3 separate regions of the Sus scrofa genome follow, and regions 1 and 3 are each linked to region 2. A link is a contact called in public Hi-C data. All regions are on one chromosome and are shown on one strand. Each heading gives the region's core, a stretch centred on a gene start, on an enhancer-like site or on the middle of the called end of the contact. The rest is flanking DNA. Distances are from core to core; before and after follow the strand shown. Region 1 overlaps LOC102158473 (a long non-coding RNA gene). Region 2 has its middle 210 kb from the start of TOMM20. Region 3 has its middle 88 kb from the start of IRF2BP2.

What was found. Hi-C and Micro-C count contacts between places; a contact is called where the count stands out from the background.
Region 1: a contact with region 2 is called in a Hi-C map of liver, with 1.9 times the contacts expected there. The contact joins two enhancer-like sites. A contact is called at or near these places in 3 of 47 Hi-C or Micro-C datasets (fetal liver and liver) and 1 of 2 datasets of contacts at active chromatin or transcription factors (alveolar macrophages).
Region 3: a Hi-C map of liver shows a contact between it and region 2, with 6 times the contacts expected there. The contact joins two enhancer-like sites. A contact is called at or near these places in 1 of 5 promoter capture datasets (liver), 6 of 47 Hi-C or Micro-C datasets (embryonic fibroblasts, liver and skeletal muscle) and 2 of 2 datasets of contacts at active chromatin or transcription factors (alveolar macrophages and skeletal muscle).

What each region holds. Positions count from the first base shown.
Region 1 is chr14:56,489,728-56,494,436 of Sscrofa11.1, reverse strand. All of the region lies in intron 4 of LOC102158473 (a long non-coding RNA gene), which reads left to right. Among named protein-coding and RNA genes, the nearest start is that of IRF2BP2, 54 kb to the left of the region's middle. Within about 2 kb of position 1,821, at least 4 of the 83 cell types and tissues checked have an H3K27ac peak or open chromatin away from gene starts, as enhancers often do. A contact at or near this core is called in fetal liver and liver, where this site is marked.
Region 2 is chr14:56,321,209-56,325,653 of Sscrofa11.1, reverse strand. No RefSeq gene overlaps it. Among named protein-coding and RNA genes, the nearest start is that of TOMM20, 210 kb to the right of the region's middle. Within about 2 kb of position 1,318, at least 6 of the 83 cell types and tissues checked have an H3K27ac peak or open chromatin away from gene starts, as enhancers often do. A contact at or near this core is called in fetal liver and liver, where this site is marked.
Region 3 is chr14:56,455,312-56,459,638 of Sscrofa11.1, reverse strand. No RefSeq gene overlaps it. Among named protein-coding and RNA genes, the nearest start is that of IRF2BP2, 88 kb to the left of the region's middle. Within about 2 kb of position 2,283, at least 23 of the 83 cell types and tissues checked have an H3K27ac peak or open chromatin away from gene starts, as enhancers often do. A contact at or near this core is called in liver, where this site is marked.

The sequences.
Region 1 (4,709 bases), core at 572-3,071, 170 kb before region 2:
CTAAATTACCTATCCCTACAGTCACTCTTTTGTACTTGTTGAGTATAGATTTAATTATTGTCATATGCAGTGGGTCTCTGCTTTTTATCAAGTTTTATTCAAGGAAAGTTTATGACAAAGTGAATTGCCTTGAAATAGATTATATTTTACCATAGGAACAGCGATGTAATTAAAAGTTTTATTCTTGATTTAACATCACATGAATTCTAGATATGACCATAATATGTCAGAAAAGTAAAAACACAGCTGTTTTAAACCTTTTTAATTGATTGCAAGAGTCAAAATAATGCCCAAGCCCTTTAAAGTGGGGTTAAGTAGACTATATATGTTTTGTAATAAAAAGGGCTGTGTGTGTATAAAATGTAAAAATTCAGGGAGTTCCCACTGAGGCTCAGCCAGTTAAGAATGTGACTAATAGCCATGAAGATGTGGGTTCGATTCCTGGCCCCACTCAGTGGGTTAAGTAGCCAGTGTTGCTGCACACTATAGTGTAGGTCTCAAATGCGACATAGATCCACTGTTGCTCTGGCTGTGGTGTAGGCCTCAGCCGCAGCTCTAATTCAACCCCTAACCTGGGAACTGCCATACGCCGCAGATGTGGCCCTAAAAAGATCAAGTAAATAAATAAAAATAAAATAATAAAAATTCCCTGTTTTTTCACCTTTTCCTTGACAGTCCAGTTTACACACTGGCATAAATTAATTTTAATAATGGATACTCCAAGTTGACAGGCCTTTACGAGTAACCCTTCTCTTATAGGAATGGGTTGAAATCCTTGAGTGGAAGTTGCCCACTGGGAGCCTCCGCCACCTCCGACTTCCCTCTCCTCCCCTTCCCAGCCTTAGCTCACTGTTCAGCCTGCTGGTCAGGAGCCCCCCTGGGTCCTTCACAAACACTCCCCTCCCTCCACCCCATCTTCCTGCTTCAGTGCCTTGTTCTCTGCCTGCTCAACCCTTGCCCATCTCTCCACCCACATAAACCCCTTTCCTCCTTAGGGGCTCTGCCCCAGTTCCTGTGCCTCCCAGACCCACACAGCAAGCCCCTACTGAGCCTGAGTACCCATATAGGACCCCAGAGGGCAGCTGGCAGGCCATCTTGCACCTCACTGGGGCATCACTCTGCTGTTGCTGCTGTGTTGTGCCACCCTGGCTGGATAGTCTGCTCCCTTCACCACTGTGCATCAGTAAAGGAGAGACACCAGCTTTTGCTGAGGGCCTACTATGTGCCAGGCACCATGGCTGGCATTCTTACATATGTCCCCTCATTGAATCCCTACAACCATGTTATGTGGCAGAAATTAGTATTTCCATTAACAACAGACAATTACAGAGGCTAAATAACTTCTTCAACTAACTCAGCTAAGAAGGGATGGGACCAGAATTTAAACACAGAAAGTGCACAGGAAGGATCTAAGACTAGAAATCGGGAGATCTCCAGTTCAATTAACCTCTCTGAATCTCATTTTTTTCCCATTAACAAAGAGGGCTAACAACACCCACCTCTTGGAAATGTGTGAATTAACAGGAGACATACTTTTTTTTAATCAACTGTGGTGACTATGGCTCCTGATGCTTAGTGCACTCTGAGGCTCAGTAAATAGGCATTCCTAGATTGAATTCTATTTCTTCTCATACAAATTGCAGAATCTCTTGTCTCGCCTGCCGTGCCTGCTGTCTCCTGTTCTGAGTTGGTTACAGTTATATTCACATTTTCAATTTGGAAAAAGAAAATCATGCCGTGATGGGCTGAGAAGCATTTCCCGGTCCAGAGGATCAGACAGTCAACACGGACCTGCACACATTTGCAAACATTACTCAATGTCCTCGGGAGAATTCCTCCCAGTATTTTGTAATCGGCGTTGAAGAGTCCTAACGAACTCCCCTGTGTCCTGTCTGTTGGTTTCCACTCCTTGAACGATAACAGTGGTTCACCCTCATGGTTGGGTTTTGCACTTATTAGGGCTCACTTAAATGGACTGAGAACCCTTGATAGGAGTGATTTTCTCTGCAGGCCAAGCTACCTAAGAAAGGCAGTATTAGTCACATGCAGAGTAATTTTTTTGTTTCTTTTTAAAAATCTATTTTATTGAAGTATAGTTGATTTACAACCATGTGTTAATTTCTGCTGTACAGAAAAGTGACTCAGTTTTATATATATATGATCTATGCCAGGAGATTGGAGCGAGTTCCCTGTGCTGTACGGTAGGACCTCATTGCTTATCCATTCTAAATGTAATAGTTTGCATTTACTAACCCCAAACTCTCAGTCCATCCCTCTCCCTCCCCTTAAACCCCTCCGCCTTGGCAACCACAAGTCTATTCTCTTGTCTGTGAGTCTCTCTGCAAAGTCATTTATTTTTGCTAAGAGTTCTGTTGTTCCTTTTCACGATAGCGGTAACTGAGTTTTGGCTTCTGACTTATCTTTCCGCACCTTCTGAATATTTGTGCACTATACTCAGCATCTTTTTTGGGGTGAGGTTCTGTTATTTACTTGGGGCTTCAGGTTTCCTTCTTGGTACTTGTCATTCCTTTTGTGACTACCCAGCTTAGCTCCTTGCAAACGCATTTTCTCTATTCTCATCACAGTATGATTTTGACCCTCAGCCTTCCTATTTAACCTTTCAGAAATTTCCTGAAGCAGACTCTTCTCGCCCTGCTGTAATTAGAGTTCCTGTCTCAGAACTTGCCTCATCTATAATTTCTCTCCTGCTTGTAGATTTCCTTTCATTTAAATAAGTAAAAGCAGTAACTTTTTACATTTTGTTTTACTTATGTATTATTTTTCGTCTTTTGTCTTTTTAGGGCCGCTCCCGCGGCATATAGAGGTTCCCAGGCTAGGGGTCAAATTGGAGCTGTAGCTGTCGGCCTACACCACAGCCACAGCAATGCCAGATCTGAGCTGTGTCTGCAACCACACTACAGCTCACAGCACGCTGGATCCTTAACCCACTGAGCAAGACCAGGGATCAAACCTGTGTCCTCACGGATACTAGTTGGGTTCATTAATCACCGAGCCACGACAGGAAAGCCTACATTTCTTTCTTTCTTTCTTTCTTTTCTTTTCTTTTCTTTTTTTTTTTTTTTTTTTTTTTTTTGTCTTTTTGCCTTTTCTAAGGCCACTTCAGTGACATATGGAGGCTCCCAGGCTAGGGGTCAAATCAGAGCTGCAGCCGCCAGCCTATGCCAGAGCCACAGCAACGTGGGATCTGAGCCACGTCTGCAGCCTACAGCACAGCTCACAGCAACGCTGGATCCTTAACCCGCTGAGCAAGGCCAGGGACCAAACCTGAAACCTCATGATTCCTAGTCAGATTCGTTAAGCACTGCGCCACGACGGGAACTCCAAGGAACTCCTACATTTCTTAATTGTAGTTTTAATAGCTTGGATTTTTCTGGTAGGAAACTTGCTTACCCTTTGTATTTCCTTTTCCACCACAACTAGCTATACAAAATCATACTTTTTTGGCCACACCTTCAGCCCTGCAGAAGTGCCCATGCCAGGGGTCTAACCCACAGCAGTGACCTGAGCCTAATCCTTAACCCACTGAGCCACCAGGGAACTCCAAAATCATACTTATTTTTAAGATGAAACAGTCCACAAAAATAGGCCCCAGTAGCACTTTTGTGCTTAAAGTTAATAACTTCTAGATATAAATTTTGTTTTCTATCCTGCATTCTTGATCTATAAGATTGCTCAGTGATCAAAACAGAAAACTTATCCAAACAAATCCATTCTGTAGTATCTATAATATGAGATCTTTTCCTCTTCTTTTCCAATATATAAGCCTTTTTCACTCTGCCTAGTTCAGCTATTCATAAATATGAATCAGTCCCATTGATTTATCAATTCCATTTTACATCTGTTAATAGGCACGTCTCTGGATAGGCATCAAATGGTTAATCCACTTTAACTAGTTTCATCAATTCTCTTCTGAAGAACGTTTGCTTTAGCAAAGTCAAAGGGAATGTATTTCTTCCTTTTTTTCTTAGGGCCTCATCTTTGGCATATGGGAGTGCTGGGCTAGGGGTTGAAGTGAAGCTACAGCTGCTGGCCTACGCCACAGCCATGGTAACCCTGAATCCAAGCCACATCTGTGACCTGTGCCACAGCTTGAGAGCATAACCCACTGAGCAAGGCCAGGGATTAAACCTGCATCTTCATGGTTACTAGTCGGGTTTGTAACCTGCTGAGCCACAATGGGCACTCCCCATATTTCCCTTTAAAAAGCTATCTTAGGTTCATTAGTTCCAGAATCATGGATATGATCCTAGTTATAGGAGCTCTGAGAATAGAAACCTGTACTTATCAGACTCAGAGAAATAAAAGCTTGCAGAGTAAGTATAGGAGTAGCAGGCATCCTGGGAAAGCCAACCCACCTGGAGACTGACGACAGGTGAGCTGAGGAAGTGGCCCATCTACCTGGGCAGGTGCCAGGCATCACTGATCCTGGGGAGCTCCCTTGTGTTGCATGGGCATCCAGGGTGGTTTTGCAGGCCCCCCGATACAGACACATGTCACGGGCATGTGCTTCAGCCTCTGGGAGCTCCCACCCAGGCGTCCTGGCTCACCTGACACTGTCCCACTAATTCCCAAGCAGGTGTTAGAGACAGACCCCCATGCGAGCTGGGACAGCACCCTCCTGTGCCTTCACTAGTTCCGGGCAGACCACCTGCAGTGCTGAGCATAGCCCACAGATCTGCCAAACCTTT
Region 2 (4,445 bases), core at 69-2,568:
CAATGGCTATTTATTCTATTCCTTTCCCCAGAGACAACAGGTGCTGATGTCTCCTTAGCAACTTCCACGTTGGAGGCACAGTTTTAACCACTGTACGCCCACCTAACAATGTCAGCCTCACAACAACCCTCAGCAGCATGTACAATTATCACCCAACTTTACAGATGGGGTAACTGAGACACAGAGAGGATAAGTAAGTGGCCCAAGGCCACACATCCAGAGAGTGGTAGAGTCAATGTTCAGCCCGTGCCCTCTGGCTCCAAGTTCACTGACCGGAGAGGCCCATGTTGACAAACAAACCTGTTTGTGCAGAAGGGTGCCAGGACAGCTCAGTCCTTTAGCCTTAACCAAGATTGGCAGCGTGTTACAGGGGGTTTGGCGTGTGATTCTTGGAGGAAAGAAAGTGTTCCTGCTGACCTTCAGGGCTGGGAGAGGATGATGAAACACTAAGTCATCCTGCCATTAAAATTAAGTTCAATCACCCCTAATGGAATGTCACCTCCGAGATAACCATTAAAGCCACCCGCCTCACAGGCTGCTAGGGTTCCCCATAAATCACCCGCACCTTGTCCCTCTCACTGCCATTGTGCTGGAGGAGGGGGAAGCCTGGGGGAAATGCTGGGGGACCTCAGATCGGCCCTGAGGGTGTCGCACGGAGGACGGAGGTCTGCTGCCTGATCCCGCGATGGAGACAATTGTATTTCAGCACAGTGGGGATGTGGACTTGGCGGAAGGTGAAAGCCTCCACGATGCATGAAGACCCTGAGCTGCACGCTGCTGGCTTGCGTTCTCTCTGCCAACCAAGTGAAATCGGGCTGCGGCATGGAGCAGCCTTGCCTGGTCCCCTAACCCCCACCCTCGGCCCCAGGATCCCAGACCCTGCCACTCACAGCTATGAGGCTCCAGGAGCGCTCACGCTGTCTCAGACTCAAGGCATCTAGCGTCTGGGGCACCAAAACCCTTCACCCACACAATGAGATGAGACGGTTGTTTTTACAGATGAAAACAAGGCAAGAGGAGGAGAAATGAGTTGGTAGGAATAATGAGTGCAGGGCTGGGCCCTCATGCTCCGCCATCCTGTTCCTTGAGCACCTACACAGGCATTGTTTCTTTCTTCCTTTCTCTCTTTCTTTCTTCCTTCCCTCCTTCCTTTCTTTCTTTCCTTTTTTGGCCGCCCCCTCCCCGGCATTTGGAGCTCCCAGCCCAGGGATCAGATCTGAGCCGTAGTTGCAACCTATGCCACAGCTGCAGCAAAACCGGACCCTGAAGTCACTGTGCTGGGCCAGGGATCAAAAGTGCATCCCAGCGCTCCAGAGATGCTGCCAAAACGATTGCACCACAGCGGGAACTCCCAGGCATCACCTCTCCTGTATGAAACATGCTCCTGCACTGACAACCCCAGATCTTTAACCCACTGAGCCACAAAGGAAGTCCTCTCAGAGATTTTTAAAAAGCATCTGATGTGGAGAAGGGAAGGAAAAATCTTGGCCTTCCTCAAGATTGTGGTGGGCTTAAGCCTATGTAATCACATTTCATGTATATATCATAAACCGTGGTTTTCATATAATATGTAAACCATGAAATAATTTTATTTGGTCAGTAGTCTGACATGGAGTCAGTAGTTTCTAGCTTGTAAGCCAACATAAAACAGTCTGTGTCCACTTCAGGAAGAGAAACTTTTCCATCCTCTGAGACAGGGGTTCCCGTCTCCAGGAACCCACAGGGATGCTTTGAAGGGGCCCTTAATGGTTCTGCCCACACGTAGACCTGGCCCAACGTTTCTTCTCCAAAGACAGCAGCTGTGTACTCCCTGAACCCCCAGGCCCAAACCTTCCACAGCTGGCACAAATGAGAAATTTTTTACTAACTTAATAGAGGGGTGGGTGTGACATGGCATGGAATAAAGTCAGGATGCTGAACTGCTGCTCCGAGAATCTGTGACCATAATTCTAACCCCTCTCCCCACCACCAACAAATCACTTAACTCCTCTCCCCACCCAGACAAATCATTTACTCTCCCTGAAGCCCTTTTTTTTTTTTACTGTAAAATTTTCATTGATTTAACTTCAAAACGAAACAAAACGAATCTGTGTGTTAGATGTCAGAAAAGTAGTTACCTTTGAGCTGGGTGGCATGTCACTGGAATGGGACATGAATGGAACAATGAGGGGCCCTGAAGCCTTTTTGAAAAAGTTATTTGAGAAATGTGAATTACAAGCGTCTCTGAAAATACACAGTACATGCATGTCCTGTTCCACAGGCTATTCACTCTCCTTGGAATATACCTGCAATGTTCTTCCCTCTTCCCCTTCCCCTTCTTCCAGGAAATCCCTCTGTGTCTTTCAAGACTTAGCTTGGAAGTCACCTCCTCCAGGAAGCCCTGCCATACCCCCAGAAGTCTGAGATGGGTGTCTTTCTCTGTCTGCCATGCGCCTGGGCTCCCTCCCACCATGACACTGGTGGTCTCTCTCTTTCATTCAACGGTGAACTCCTTGCCAGCAAAGGGGGTCTTGACCACCACTGGATCCCCAGAACCTAGGCAGGCAGAACCTGGCCCATAGTGATTCTCAAAAAGATCTGGTTGAACAAATGAATCATAAAGCTAAAGTCCATACTCCAAGCCATATTTTCTCATTTGCTTGCAAGATGACATAGAGATTACACCTCTGGAAATAAACAAGTCAGAGGTTGTGAGATCAGAAAGTTGGGTCAGAAAGCAGAGCAAGGGGCAGGAGGTGCCACCACCCTGACACACCAGGCCCCTGGCTCCAACTAACCCCACTAAATGACACAGCAACACAGGGAGAGAGGGCAACCTTTCTGCCCCTGGTCAGGCTGTAAAAAGTGGTGGCAAGAAAGCATGTCCTAGTTTGCCTCCTCAGATGATGCCAGCCTGTGGAATTTAACCACGAGAATATTGATAAATCCCAGAACAAAGTTAGAGGCCAAAGTCAATATGTGGCAGCAGCCAGAATTATAGTCATCCTGGGTCCCAAAGGTCATCTGGTCAACCCTCTGCTCTGCCTACAAATACCTGTGGATCCAACCCATCACTCCCAGTCATGGGGGCGGGGGAGGTTTCAAAATCTCAAGACTCCAAGTTTTAAGTGGTAAAGAAAAAAAAAAATTCAGTCCCTGATTCCTCCAATACAGTGATGTTTTTGAGAGTCAATAGGCCACTTAAAATACACACTGTGCTACGATGGGACCCACCACAAGGAACACCAAGATGAGAAGACATGTCATACCTGCCCTCAGAAAGCTCATGATGGAAACGGGGCAAAGAGCCTGGTTCAGCTGTGGGCACAGGTGGGGTCACCCATACTAAGAGCTGTAAGGGGAGCGTGAGTGGACGAGAGGAGGCAGAAGCCATGCCCAGGAAGCTCTGCTGAACAACTGGCTCCATTCCTTCAAAAACTCCACCAACTCAAAGAGTAGACTTGACTCAAAAGAATCTACACTTAGAAAAAGTTGGGACAATTGGAGAAATTTCCATCTGAATTGGGTGTTGAGTGAGAGCAAGGAGTTATTGGTAATTCTTAGGTCTATAACGGTGATATCATTACATCTGAAAGGCCCATCTTTTTTAGAGGTGTCCAATCCAGCATGTAGAGGGAAATGACACGAGGCTTTTAAAAAAATCAGAGTGAGGGGAGTTCTGGTCATGGTTCAGTGGAAATGAATCTGACCAGCTTCTATGAGGACACAGGTTCAATCCCTGGCCTCGCTCGGTGGGTTAAGGATCCGGCATTGCCATGAGCTGTGGTGTAGGTCATAGATGCGGCTCGGATCTGGTGTTGCTCAGGCTGTGGTGTAGGCCCCTAGCCTGGGAACCTCCATATGCCACGTGTGAAGCCCTAAAAAGACAAAAAAATAAAATAAAATAAAATATTAAAAAATCAGAGAGAGAAAGGTAATCGCACTCTGCTCTGGGGAGTTTTGAAATGTTCATCATTTAGAAAGGTTAAAAATGAAAATAAGGGAGCATGTGGCAAGAGAGGCACTTTCAGCTGAGCCGAGACTGGCGAGCAGGATGTCACAGATAGAAATGGACAGGAGTGTCATTTCTGGGACGGGGGGGGGGGGGGGGGCGGGTGGCACCCAGCAGCGATCCTGAAGGAAGAGGGTCTGGGGGGATCTCAGGAACCGGATTCAGATTAGAGCTCCAAACATCAGCCTGGTGTGGGTGAAGAGACCCACCTATGTTGGCCTCTTCCTCAAGCTAGGCCAAGAAATAAAGGGCAAAAGACTCCACAAATACTTGGCCCTGAATGCAGACCAAGGGGGAGGGCCCACACTGAGTGTGCTGACCCTTGCCTCAAGGACAGTCCCCTGCACCTGTCACTGCTTGTACAATTGCTTGTCCTGGTGGACCCAGGCTCTATCACATGAGATACAGTTGTTTCCCTTTGGGGGACCCCTTGGTCTTCTTGGAAATATAGCTC
Region 3 (4,327 bases), core at 1,034-3,533, 130 kb before region 2:
GGCATGATGGCGTATTTTCAGGCACATATAAACTTGGCCTGTATTCCTCAGGGCGTGAGTCTGGCACCTCTCTGGATCAGTAAATAGGCTTTTTGAAAAGCCCAAACAAACCATAAGGAAATCCTGCATTCTGAAACAAAAGGTATAAAAGCTAAGTAAAGACACACACTGCCATTGTCTGCTTTGCCAGGATGTGAGCTGTTGCCTTGGGAGAAAGATAACATGAAAGAGGCCATAATTGCAGGGCCAAGACTGCAGGCCCCACAAAAACAGGACGAAACATAGCAAAAGCGGGGGAAAAAAAAAAAAAAAAAGAGAGCTCCATGTGCTCTCAGCTGAGCCAGGAGAGAAAAAAAAAAAATCAAAAGAGCAACTCCTTCTTTAGCGTGTTCAAGAAATGGAGACAGAGGGCGAGGAAAATGAGGAAGATCACCAGGATTAAGTTAAAGTTTTCAGGAAAAACACAGGGCAGGAGAAAGAAAGAAAGAGAAAAAAACAAAACAAACAAACAAACAAAAAAAAACACCAGGCAGAACAGCTAAAGGAAGTAAGGGGAAGAGGACATGTTTTTTTAAACACATTTGCTTTTTTTTTTCTTTTCTTTTTTTGTTCAAGGGGAGGAGTGTGGAAAAAGAAAAAATAGGGCCATTTCATGAATGAGGAGAGGGTTGAAAGCTAGACAGACGGTTCCACATTAGCTGAGCTTCTAGATGGCTCTTTAAAAAGTATCTTAAACCAGGAACATGAAGATAAGGGCTAAGGACAATTGGGAAATAATGAAGATGTTGTCAATAAACTATTGATAAGGAGGGGTTAAAGGAGTATTTAGAGAAATTGAAGATATGCAAATGAGAGGCTGAAATAACACATGCATCCCAGGGTATTTAGTGGAACAGGCTCAAGAATTTGCGACACTATGAGGCAATTACTATTATTTTTTTAGTTGAAGTGTAGTTGATTTACAATGTTATGTTAGTTTCTGGAGTGCAGCAAAGTGATTCCTATATATATATATATTTTTTTACACATATCTTTTATATTTATATAGATATATCTTTCTATATATATCTTTTTCAGATGATTTTCCATTATAGGTTATTACAAGATATAATGCCCTATGCTATATTGTAAATCTTTGTTGGTTATCTATTTTATATATAGTGGTGTGTATCTGTTAATCCTAAACTCCTAATGTAACCCTTCCCCCATCCTTTCCCCTTTAGTAACTGTGAGATTGTTTTCTAGAGGCAATTATTTTTAATGCCATCCTGTGCAAAGGGGGTACTAAACACAGGTGTCTTAACACGACATTGCATCTCACGTTGCTGTGATGCATGATAAATGCATTTGCTGTTCTCAGAGTCACACATATTAGTCTGGGTCTTATCCTTACCTCCTCTCTCAGTAACAATATGAGAGGCTTAACTAAAGCAAAAGGAGTTTAAAAATGCTGTTTAGTATTAAATAGAACCTGCCCTCCCCCCCAAAAAAAAGGAAACTGAGGCATTGGGTAATCAAGGGAATGGTTGAAAGATCCAAGACTGAGTCAACGACTGAGTTATGACCCATTTTCCAGAATTCAGACATCTTCCAAAAGAAGAAAGCGCACAGAGGTAAGCTGGGTCTCAGGTGCGAATACAGATGGGTTCACTACTGGAAGCCACCAGCGCAGGGAGCCAGCCTGGAAGCGGACCTTGGTCTGCATCCACGACTCGGCCACCGCCAGAGCTGGTTTTTCCAGCCCCTTTCCTGCTCCCAGGTGGCAGAGCTAAAAATCAGGACACCAGCTCATTCTTTCAGTCCCCATTCCAAGCAAATCTCAGGTGGACTCTAGCTATGCTTTGTGAATTGCACCTGCCAGAGCTGCACAGCCAAGCAAGAGGAGGGAAATGCCTTAGTGGTTTCTGCACATAGACCAGACCAAGGGAGAAATTAACCTTAAGCTAGTGAACAACAAAAGTGTGCTTTGAGAAGTCAAATGAAGGAGGTGATGGTGGTTAGCGGACGGCCCTACACACCTTGTGTGTGTGTCTTGCTGAATCACTCTGTCCAAAGCTGGCAGGTGACAGACACAGGGTTACCTCCTGGATCGGTCTCTGGGGGTCCCTCCAGTTTCTGCGTCTCCAGACTGGGCAGTGCATGCAAGGTCTCCCCTGCTCACACCTGTTACTCATCCCAGCCACCTGATCTGAAGCGTCCTTGGGGACAGTGTTTTCACTCTGCCTGCTCTCTTGTGCTGGTGGATCGATGACAGTCAGCAAAGAACAAGCTGTGCCAGAGAAGAACGTCCTCTTCCTCTGGGCTGACTCAGCTTGGGACAGGAAGACCGGGGCATCTGGCATTTGGTGAAGCCCTTGATTGTCCCTTACGAAATATTAACCGAAATGGATTGGCGTTGGCCTCGTTCTGAGAAGGTCACCCAGGATGCGTTTGAAAGGAAGAGGCCCTGTGTCAACAAAGAGGAGTGATAAGCAGCCCGCCATTTCTCTGAACTGATGCGCCCGATGATCGTGTACCGCAGGCTCGGTTTTATATCTCTCCACAGATCAGTGTGCTTTTATGACAACCATCTCCATAGCAACCAGGTGTCCAGACACTAAATGGATCATGGGGATATGAAATCTCAGCCTGGGAAGGAAAGCCCACCCCGCCGCCCGACTGCCATTTCCGAGGCGCTGTTTTAGGATGAGGGCTGTTGGGTGGGTCCAGGGGACATGGGTGGCCTTCCCTAGGGCCCTGCTTAGCACAGGGACAGCCGGATGGCGGAGGAGCATTTTTTTGATTATGTTTACTAATGACCCAGAAGAAAGGGTAAATAACAGGTCATTGAGACACTGATGAAACCAAATGGGAAAGAGCTGCAAACACCAGAGAGACCAGAGAAATTATGTCAGTGGCAGTGGAGGAAAGAACCTGGGGAGGGTTATCCTGGGAACCCCGGAGTTAGTACTTCTGGGGGCCCGAGAGTCCCAAATGAGAAGGTGAACAATGCAGGGATTGTTTGGTGGGATCTGGGAGAGAAAGATGACAAGTAAGCTTAACACAGGGAAACATACCAGAACGGATAGTGAGGAGCTCAGGGAAGGGGCCGTCAGCCCAGGCTCCCCTGAGTGGTTGAGATGAATCCAGACAGCTGACCCTGGGAGGCTCAGAGGGAGGTGGTGGGGATGCAGCCCAGGATGCAGGGTGTCCACAGAGCAGCATCCTCAGGGCTGGAGGCAGCTGTGCCATGAGTCACACTGACTTCTCCCCAAAGGTGAGTCTCAACAGTCCTGCCATACCTGGAGCTTCTTTTGTTCAGCAATGATGTCCACATGCTGACAGTGCATGGAGGGCAGAGCGGGAAGGAAGGCACGGACAGATACAGTGGAACAAAAGGAGATGTAGTTGGGACCTCCGGGAAGAATTTTCCCGAGTGACATCTAAATAGGCTGCAAATGGCCCTTTGGAGGGAACTCCCATCCCTTGTCATAATCTAAACCAGGACCGGACTGGGAGGGGTGGCAACACATGGGTGTCAGGGGGAGGGCGGGGCCACCCCGCTTCTTTGTCTCGTCAGCCCATGACCCACGGGGTTGAGGCTTAAATGTGCCATTCGTCTACTGCACGAGGATCCTTGAATCCCCACACTAGGTGTGTCCATTGAAGAGAGTTCTGCCCTCTCCCAGGGGAAAGCTGGGGGTTAAATCTGTAACTGTCAGCCTGCCTGGCAACAAAATAAAAGGAAACCACATTCTTCATGAATGAAGGAAGGAGCAGGAGGAAGGTAGTCCCCCCCCACCTTCTCTTTTTTTTTTTAAACATGAGTAAGATCCTCAATATGTTTGAGATTATTTAGCAAATTCTCTGCAAGGGACCACAGGTCACTAGCCAACAGATCATGGATGTAGAGACCGCAGGCTTCTTCCGACCCTACCTCCCACCGTTGCCCCAGAGGTAGCAGGCTGGGCATCATGGGGGTCTCTGTTTAGTGAACTATTAATGATTTATCAAAGTCCAGACCCCTGCACCATCCGTCCAGTGCTCAGAATGTTATTAGAAAATCCTATTTCTGGTCTGTTATGAAACAGAGGTTTTGATGTGCTGCCAGGTTTATGGGGAATTCTGGAAACAGAACACTTGCTGCTCTGAGGAGCCGAGGCCAGTGGGTGTTACATAAAGCTTTCCTAGCAACTCAAGTTTATCAGAGAATGTGAGGCTGCAGTGGAAAAAAAGCCAACGAGTTAATGCAAAACATGAGCCAACCCACTATCCCCGCTTGCTCCGAGGCCAGCCAGCACATTCATGGGAGTGATTTTAACCCGCAGTGTCCCGGCAGGCCTGAGAC